Regions from separate parts of the Anser cygnoides genome. Here region 1 is linked to region 2. The links are chromatin contacts, called in public Hi-C maps. All regions are on one chromosome and are shown on one strand. The core of a region is the stretch at or near the end of the contact, and the rest is flanking DNA. Distances in the headings are between cores, read along the strand shown. Region 1 overlaps HAO2 (hydroxyacid oxidase 2). Region 2 overlaps WARS2 (tryptophanyl tRNA synthetase 2, mitochondrial).

Region 1 (4,409 bases), core at 146-2,645, 96 kb after region 2:
GTGGGACTTGTAGCACATACAGCAGCAGTAAGTTACCAATAGGCTTGAAGGAGACAGTTTGGTTGTCCGTGGAGTGGAAACACACAACAAACCTAAAAAGCCTTTTTTTTTTTTTTTTTTTGTAGACCCATTAGTTTCCCTCAGAGACCTGCACAAAGGTGTGATAACATGCAGCCTTCCTGGTAGAGCTACCATGTTTTCAACAGACTGAATTTTCCTCATGGGAAATGTCCTTTCGCCTCCATTCCTACTGCTTGTAGCATCAGCAGAGCACGGGACAGGGGACACTGCCAGCCCATGACTGAACCTCTCTCATCCCTTCTAACAGGTCAGTTTAGGGTTTCAATCAAACCCCAGAAAAACTGTTGCTTCCCTGGGGGGGAATGTGCAGCCTTCAGCCACTGCTCCAATGTTGTGTCCCAAGCAATTGCTTGGTTGACAAGGTGAAGCATTTTTTGGAAGGACCTTCTAATGATCTAATAGCCAAACAAAGTTAGTGTTACACAAACAGTACAAAGTTTATTGCAGGATTGATCTTTAATCTCTTGTGGTTGCTTATTGACTGCAGAAAAAATAGTACTCAGTGAAAAGACCTTCTCTGCATCCTGCTTGTAAGCTGTCTTGAAACAGAGGATCTTACCTGCTCCTGCTCTCCCTAGAATCCAACGTAAGTCTGAACTGAGCTCTGAACTGTGAGATAATGAGGACTGGGCCTGGATTAATTAAAATTCCGATTTATTCTACCATTAAAGGACTTAGTTTATCTTTTTGCGCTTCCTGACTTTGGCCTCCCTAGCAGTAGGAAAGCAAAAGTCACGGTATGTGTTTCATGGTCATGATATATGGTATATGAAAACTTGTGCTGTCAGCTGTGGTTGATGTCATGAAGACATACAGAGAAGGCTTGGGATATTTTTACCACCTGCTACCTAATGCCTGCCAGGGTAGACAAAACAACACTGAAGAAGTAAGTCACACTTCCTCTTTGTCTTCAAATGATTCTCTCATCCTTAGCTCTTTGCTAGTGGGGAATGGAGTCCTAATTTTCCAGTGTATACACAGGCATCTCAGTTAGAGAGACATATCCATGTCTGCAATTTGACAGGTTGGATTTGTGTACATAACCTATGTGTTTATCTGTGTCAGAGGCGTACAACATCAGAAACGTGGGACTGGTTTTGTTGAAGCTTGAAACCCCTGTTAATCTGCTGTGGGAGGCTAATCCTGAAAACTAGGGTATTTACTTCTTCCTGTACATTTGTAGAGAAATTAGACCAAAACCACAGCTGTTTTAAAACTTTATGCTTTCATATACCTTGAAAAATACCTATTTTAATCAGACCCACAGAAGTAATTGCAACAAACAATTTAGCAAATTGATTTTGTCTGTGTTTTGTATGTTTCCTCGCAAATGGGCACAGTTTGCTAAAACATTAATTTGCATAGTTTTTAGACCTGGCTGGATCACAAGTATGTAAGTGCAGGCATTTGATAGTCAGCATTTATGTTGGTTTGATTAGACATCTGGGTCACACAATGTCACTTCTATTCCCTGAAAGATTGAGGGTAGTTCTTAGAATCATGTTTCATGTTATGGAATTTGCTTTTTGTCAGTGTTTTCTGTCCAAACTATTTGGACATAGTTTGTCTAAATTTTCTGTGGTCCTTTTTTAGTGTGTATCAGTGCTGTAGTATGCAATGCAAACACCCAGAAGATATTTGTTACAATAGAGAACTGAAGATGTGTAGAAAATATTTTGTGTTTTTCCCCAACTCTGGCCTTGACAATGGCTTGCACTAGGAATTTGGACATAGTTTTATGACATGTTCATGCCAGAGTATGTTAGATGAAGACTCTTTACTTGCTTCTGAATTTTATGGTCTTGAATTCAGACAAGTCAGTCCATAAGTAATTGTTCTGTCAGGGAACTGTCCTAAGGGACTCTCCAGTGAATGATTTTATGGGACAGCCTTTGAGGAGAATTGGTGGAATAAATAATTCAAATAGTTTTAAGATGGAATTTGTGATGGAATTAAATGACTGCTGTGTCTTAAAATAGCAGAGGACCTAAAGTATCCTCTTCAGGCTTTTGTTCATTAAGACAGAATAAAGAGAGATAAAGAGATGCAAGCTTCTTCCTACTTTTTTTGGCTGCATCTGCCAGTTTTCATTATACTAAGGCAGAAGATGAATGGCAAAATTTGCCTGAGGTCAGATGAAATATTTATTCACATTGGGTAGTCATAGCCTGATTAAGGAGTAACTGATGTTGGAAAGAAGTTCTGATTCAAGAGGAATCTCAAGAGGCAAAAGACCAGAGTCTCCCTTTAGCTCCTCTAATTCTGGTGGAGCTTCTTGAGGTCATCACACTTGCAAGATCAAGACTTGAAATTTTAGGAAATACCCAAATAAGTATCAATCGTGTAATTCATTTGTATGGGAGACAGAATATATTACAGACCAAGTTCAGCAAGCAGTTGAATCCTGATGACTTGGATGTGTTTTTACAAGTTCTTTTAAGTCTGAGGTTGGATTAGATAACCTCCAAAAGTCCCTTATTTTTGCTAACTCTGCCATGATTCTGTGACAGCTAAGCAGGGATTTATGTCATTTTGGACTTATATTTCAAAAGGAATCAGAGCAAGCTCATCACACTGCCCTTCAGACTCTAAATTTATATGAGAGGCAGCCTTGTCAATATTTTGGGACACAAGTACAGGACATTTAGGAAGCTACGTAGATAAATTAAATGTGTTCAGGGACCAGTGTCAAGTGAAGCAGTATTACCTCAAGATTACCCTGATATGAGAGCTGCCTCTGTCATGCTCTTTATTCTCCACAGGAGTGTTTTCTAAATACTGAGGTCACTGGGTATGTAGGAGTCAGCCAAACATATTGCAGACCAGCAAGTTCTACCCTCCCAGGGATGTGTCTGGCACAGCACGTCAAGTGGCAAGGAGAAGCTTGTGGCACCACACAAAAGCCCACTGTGCATGGCACAGCATATAACCATGCTTTGAATATTGCTTACAGTCACCCCTGGATATATAATGCTGTTCAGGTATCTAGCAGCTGTAAGCTATTTACCATGGTGTTGTGTGCTGTGCTGACTGCACTTTGGAGATGGAAACTGACTGGGACACTCTCAGAAAATAGTCTCAAGAACAGGGTGGGCCACCTGGACTGAGACAACATCTCAGCAACTCTTCTGCAAGGCAGAGGGGTCCAAGGTTTGCATTAAATGCCCTTAGAGTCCCTGGAAGAGAGTGACAGTTCAGGGATCTAATATCCACTCAATGTTATTCTTTTCTTCAGGGTTCCCAGAGCATCTCTCTGCAATGGCTATGGTGTGTTTGTCAGACTTTGAAGCTTATGCTAAAAAGTATTTACCCAGGATTGCTTGGGATTTCTTTGCAGCTGGAGCAGATGAGTGTAGCACCCGAGATGAAAACATCCTGGCCTATAAAAGGTAATGTAAGGAAGAAGTTGGGGGTGTTGTGCTGGAAACTTTTAAACTATATTTGTGTGCAAGTATCTGGGCTCCTAACACCTTGCCTGTTCAAGGTGGTCTCTAGCAAAATATACTTCTCTAAATGGCATATGCTGTATGCTCTGGTGTTAGCCTGAATATGGCTGAGATTGCATGGACAAGCAAATGGTATGGTATGGTATGGTATGGTATGGTATGGTATGGTATGGTATGGTATGGTACGGTACAGTACGACAAGAAAGGGGATGAGTGGCTATAATGGAATGAGATGCAATGGGTAGCACGTAGGGAACAGCAGGAAGCCTATACATAAGTAGTATGGGATTTGGGGAATGTGCTGCAGACAGTGAGGGCAGGTACAATGTACAATGAGGACAGACATGAATGGTAGAGCGGAAGACAGAGACCTGGCACTGGGCTACAAGTAGAAGTAAACTGTTGGATGGACAATAGGAGCACAGGTGATATTAAGTATGGTAAGCTGAAGTGGGAAGTGTAGAAATTAAGTATTGTGGCCAGTGAGCAGGTGTATAGGATTAGTGATAGGTGGAAGTGGCCGAACTGCTGGCTGAATGGACCTCTGAAAGCAAAAAAAAAAAAAAAAGGAATGATGAAAAGTCTCTTTATATGTTGTTTTCTTTATTGGCTTGGATTCCTGCGTTGCAATAGGCAAATGAAGACCTAGTTTCCATGCAGCTTCAAAAGCGAAAAGCCATGGGGCAACTACTATCCTGAAGGGTGTTTTATTGCTATTGCCTTGCAGAATTCATTTCCGGCCACGTATGCTGCGGGATGTATCCGTGATGGACACAAGGACTAAACTCCTGGGGACTGAAATCAGCTTTCCTGTAGGAATTGCCCCCACTGGCTTCCACCAGCTAGCATGGCCCGATGGAGAGAAAAGCACAGCCAGAGGTA
Region 2 (4,581 bases), core at 1,115-3,614:
CACCTGGCAAAAAGAAATAGATGATGGTGAGCTTAGAAGCTGTGAAGATGCTAGAAACTCAAGTTTTCTGAATGCTGGCCAGTAACTTCCCAAATGAGATCAACAGTTTAACATCCAGATTGTCGGGAGAACACTATGAAGACCACGGTATAATGATATTTGATTGTCAGTGAGAGTATGTGACCAGAAACAACTGTAAGAAGATTGTACTGATTGGATTCAGAACCACATATTAATACTCAATTTGTCAGTGTGGGAGTACATACACAATCTCATCTCACTTTAGCTTCTGAATACTTCTGCGAATTAGAAGAGTTATATAGGAGCTCTGAGCCTCGAAAATGGAAACATTTCACTACTTACCCTTGGGATCTTTCTGCACAGGAACTGAAATATTGACACACACCTAGGTGGGATTACCCCCCTCTGAAAGCTCAATAAGAAGCACTTACATTACCTTCTAATGTGTACTGTAAGGCTCCAAACCCCTCATCTATAAACTAGTTAATGTAAACAAAACGGTTCTACTCTGTACAGTTATGAAAGTGCTATCTAAATACAAATGGAGCATTACAGGGTTTTATCTGCCTGGTTATGAAAAAAACATCAATATCCTGGGTAGTGGTTTGTAACGTGACCTACACACAACACCATGAAAACTGAGGAAACCCGTATCAGTGGTCCCTGCACACAACACTAACTCTTTATTTAGACATTGTACAGATATCACTGAAACTATTGGATCAACTTCACCTTTGCAATGCTTGTGACAGCTTCAGGCAGTGGAAGCAAGCCCTAGCATAATTCAAAAAAACCTTGAGGTTAAAAGTTAAAAACAGACATTTGATTTCTGGTAGCAACCATATATATGGTTCCCCTTCTTTCTTCCCCTTGTAGTAAGAAGTTCAATATACTCTCAAGGTAGACAATACTCTACAGTCCAGTAGATGAAATAGATTTGCTTGATACAACACAAAATGATAAAATTTCCTACATGAATTGTCTGAGCAAGGGACTCCAAGAATGGTATTGTTGCAGTTACTAACAGTTAACGGCTCAAATAACCAGAAGGAAAACAATTTCAAATCACTACTTACAAACTCAGCAGAGCTCAAAAAATAAATGATCTAAGGTGACATAACTGACTTAAAGTTTAGGGGTTTTCTTCACTTCAGCTTCTGATTCTACTGTAATTTGAGTCAACTCCATAAAATGCTTGTTCATCTAACCCTAGAGTCCCAGGATAAACCACAACTTGTGTCATGGAAAAAGTAATTGTTGAAGGTCTAGAATAGCACTTGCCGTACTAGTAAATGGAAATTCTATCTGCTAAAGAAACAGCATTAAAACAAGACCCCCCTCTGCAGTCTAGAGACAGAGGTGATCCACTACAGACTGCACAATTCATGATGTTTGTCCAATATATGCACCAGAGAAACATACACAGAAATTCAACATCCAGGATTGCCAGTGTAGCATCTTTCATTAAACTCACTCTACAAAAACAAGTTAATAAAAACAGAAGTCTCTCAAGAGAAAAAACAGGCTCAGCCAAGAGACTCAAAGCAAGGGCCAGAGGGGGAAAGAATGGTGGGACTCTACCCAAGCCCTGCCAAGATGCCAGAATAAAGGGCTGTTTCCTGCTAAAACAGTCTACATTTGCCAGACTTTATTGTTAGAATTCCATTATGGAAATGAATAGGGCCAGTTCACGCCTCAAAGATGCTTCATTTCTGTCTACAATGGGGGGCTCTCTCTTCTGTAGCTACAACAGTGGCCAAAATTCGCTACAGACGAAGCATTAAGCAAGGCAGATTAGGGAAGTCTCTCTCCAACTGGAAATTCTAATAACTCTGTGTAGAAATTTGAGTTCTCCCAAACTCAATGAAGACTCGAGAAATATATATTCTCACTGCATACTAATTTCCTTTCACCTTTGAAAATGGTACACAAGATAATGGTTTCATTCTGGCATACAGAACACCTTCAATACTATCTAAAAGATACGGTAGTTTTCCTAAATGCAAATTACTTAGCGATTAAAAATAAAACAAATGACTGATTAGGAAAGAATTCATTAATTTCCAACCTGGATAAAATATGCTAAAGGTTTAATCCAGAGGCTGAAACACACTGCTAAACCCAATTGATTTCAAGGGCAGTTGGGTAACCAAACCATGAGCATCTGCGCCCATCAGCAATAGTCAAAAAGTTAACATTTAAGAAAATGAGAAATTAAAATAAATAAATTCAGTATCAATTTCTGTGCTGGAATCCACATAGAATCCACTCCTATTTGCAAGGTACTTCTCATGTCTCTTAGATCTCTTCTAAAGGTCCTGTAGATTACAACATATTGAACAACCTCATACTGGACACCAGGCCATGGCACAGGTTTTTGCTATCAAATAGACATTTGTATTTCCAGCTTTTTTCTCAGTTAAAAGCACTTCGCTGCCTCCAACCTTCATGCACTCTAGAAGAAAGACATGCTACACCAGGGACTGCCACAATCATAAATCCAAGGCAGGCACTTAAACTCTCTGCTCATCCATCAATCTCAGTACACGAGTGCCTGGATGGTCGTTCTGAAGTTGACCTGCTGCAGTAACCTGTGTACAACCACAGCTTGTTATGTGTATCTGGGGACTAATTTCATTAATGATTAACAAAGTGATCCCTATGTAACAGCAACAAATTCAAGTTGGGAACATGGTCTCCTTTAAAGAGTTTGCATTTCGTTTAAAACAAAGCTGAATGATACTAAACATCGAGCTCTAGCTTCCACTACAGTTTTAACTTCAGTCTTCGATATCCGTAAGGACTGGGGCCTCGTGCTTTCAGTTACTGCCTTTCTCCCTAACTCATACAGAAACTATAGCTAAAAATATTCAAGATTAAATCTGCAATTTGGGAAAAGACATTTTAGCGGTTCTCTCTAAAATAACCCTTCAATTTTTATCTTTAATGCCTTTTTCACAGCAATCTTCATTAAAAAAATATGAAACATGACCAATCAGTAACATAACCAGCACACTAACAATGGAGTGATCAGGTGGCCTGAATACAGAAAGAACAATACTTCATCAAAAAATGAATCATATTTCATCAACACCAACTAGTTTGAAGATCTTCTAAAGTACTAAGAATGCTGGCATTCACAGAGGCCTAACAAAGTATCAAGAGACCAGAGAAGGACAAATGCCATTCCTGTCTCCAAAAATACAAGAGATGAGAAAAGAAGCAGCCTGGAAGGTAGTCTGCTTAGCATAAATTCTCAGTGAACAAACCCCATTTTTTGTAATTCCCTGGAACATAACTAGAGGGGAAAAAAACAATAGCAAACACAGACTTCTTAGGAGCAAAGCATGCCAGACTGAGGAGTCTAACCTTGGCCTCAGGAAGCTGCCACAGCAGAGGAAGAAACAGTAAGTGCACCTTGATTTTAGCACCATCTTTGGTCACAAACTGTGACCAAAAAGCAAGCTAAGGAAACGGATTTATCCTGTGGCATTTTTCTGGCTGTTAACTCACGTAAAGGTACAGGCACACTCCTAACTGAGCTGCTAAGTTTACCAACATGTTGGCTAAGATTGCTTGGATTTGAAGATCTTGTTTTTGCAATGGTCCTGACTAAACATTCACCAGGGATGTTTTCTGTGCAGCACTCTAAAAGAGGCAGAAGCAGTATCCTTGGGATTGCTGGACTCAAATCAATCTTTTCTCTGTATGACCTGAACAGTGCCTGACAGACTCACTGTCCTGAGTTTCGTTATAGCTAATCCAAATTTGAGTGCAAGCAAAAAAATAAAAAAGGGCTGAATTCTAATACCAAAGATGAAAGTATTTTGTATTAAAATAAGACATCCCTTGTGGCTAGAAGAAGCAGTTCTGTATCACTGAGAGCTAAAAGAAAATCCACTTTCCAGTGAAGAAGAATGCTGCTAAAGTTGGTACGAGATGGAGGTTGTAGGCTATCAAAGCACACAGCTTTAGCAGAGACAATACCACCTCTGTAACAGATCATATGTGAAGGCCAGGGAAGGCTTACGCATAGAAGAGGGAAGATCAGGGTAGGAGAAAAAGAAGCAAAATGGAAAGTTCGTATTTTCTTTAAAAGATGCTCTCAGAAAGAAAAACCATAGAGGTATTACAGTATTCTTATAATAACAGTGATAACTGCCTGGCTATTAGAACAAAAAAATGGTGCTAAAGGCTCCTGATATCTTCAGGAAGGCCAATAACACGTAAAAGTAGGCTTTTAGGCAAAAGGATGAAATTCTTTAATGTGAGGGTGGTGAGGCACTGGAACAGGTTGCCCAGAGGATCTGTGGATACCCCCTCCCTGAAAGTATTCAAGGCCAGGCTGGATGGGACTTTGAGCAACATGGTCTAGCGGGAAGTGTCCCTGCCTATGGCAGGGGAGTTATAATTAGGCAATCTTAAAGGTCCCTTCCAACCCAAACCATTGTATGGATTCCATCTGGGTGCCTGGAAAACCAGCTAGCGGTGCATGAGAACCTATAATCAAAAGCAAGACCTCATATTTCTTCTACTTCACTGAGACAACATAAAGTATGT

The links. Hi-C and Micro-C count contacts between places; a contact is called where the count stands out from the background.
Region 1: a Hi-C map of liver shows a contact between it and region 2, with 4 times the contacts expected there. The contact joins two enhancer-like sites. A contact is called at or near these places in 2 of 7 Hi-C or Micro-C datasets (both in liver).

The regions. Positions count from the first base shown.
Region 1 is chr1:101,358,851-101,363,259 of Taihu_goose_T2T_genome, forward strand. It overlaps HAO2 (hydroxyacid oxidase 2), which reads left to right. Exons shown (of 14, transcript XM_067004249.1): 5 at 126-328; 6 at 569-667; 7 at 3,317-3,470; 8 at 4,255-4,406. The coding sequence starts at 3,340. Among named protein-coding and RNA genes, the nearest start is that of HSD3B1, 19 kb to the right of the region's middle. Within about 2 kb of position 1,396, at least 2 of the 3 cell types and tissues checked have open chromatin away from gene starts, as enhancers often do. A contact at or near this core is called in liver, where this site is marked.
Region 2 is chr1:101,261,852-101,266,432 of Taihu_goose_T2T_genome, forward strand. All of the region lies in intron 2 of WARS2 (tryptophanyl tRNA synthetase 2, mitochondrial), which reads right to left. Among named protein-coding and RNA genes, the nearest start is that of WARS2, 5.4 kb to the right of the region's middle. Within about 2 kb of position 2,365, at least 2 of the 3 cell types and tissues checked have open chromatin away from gene starts, as enhancers often do. A contact at or near this core is called in liver, where this site is marked.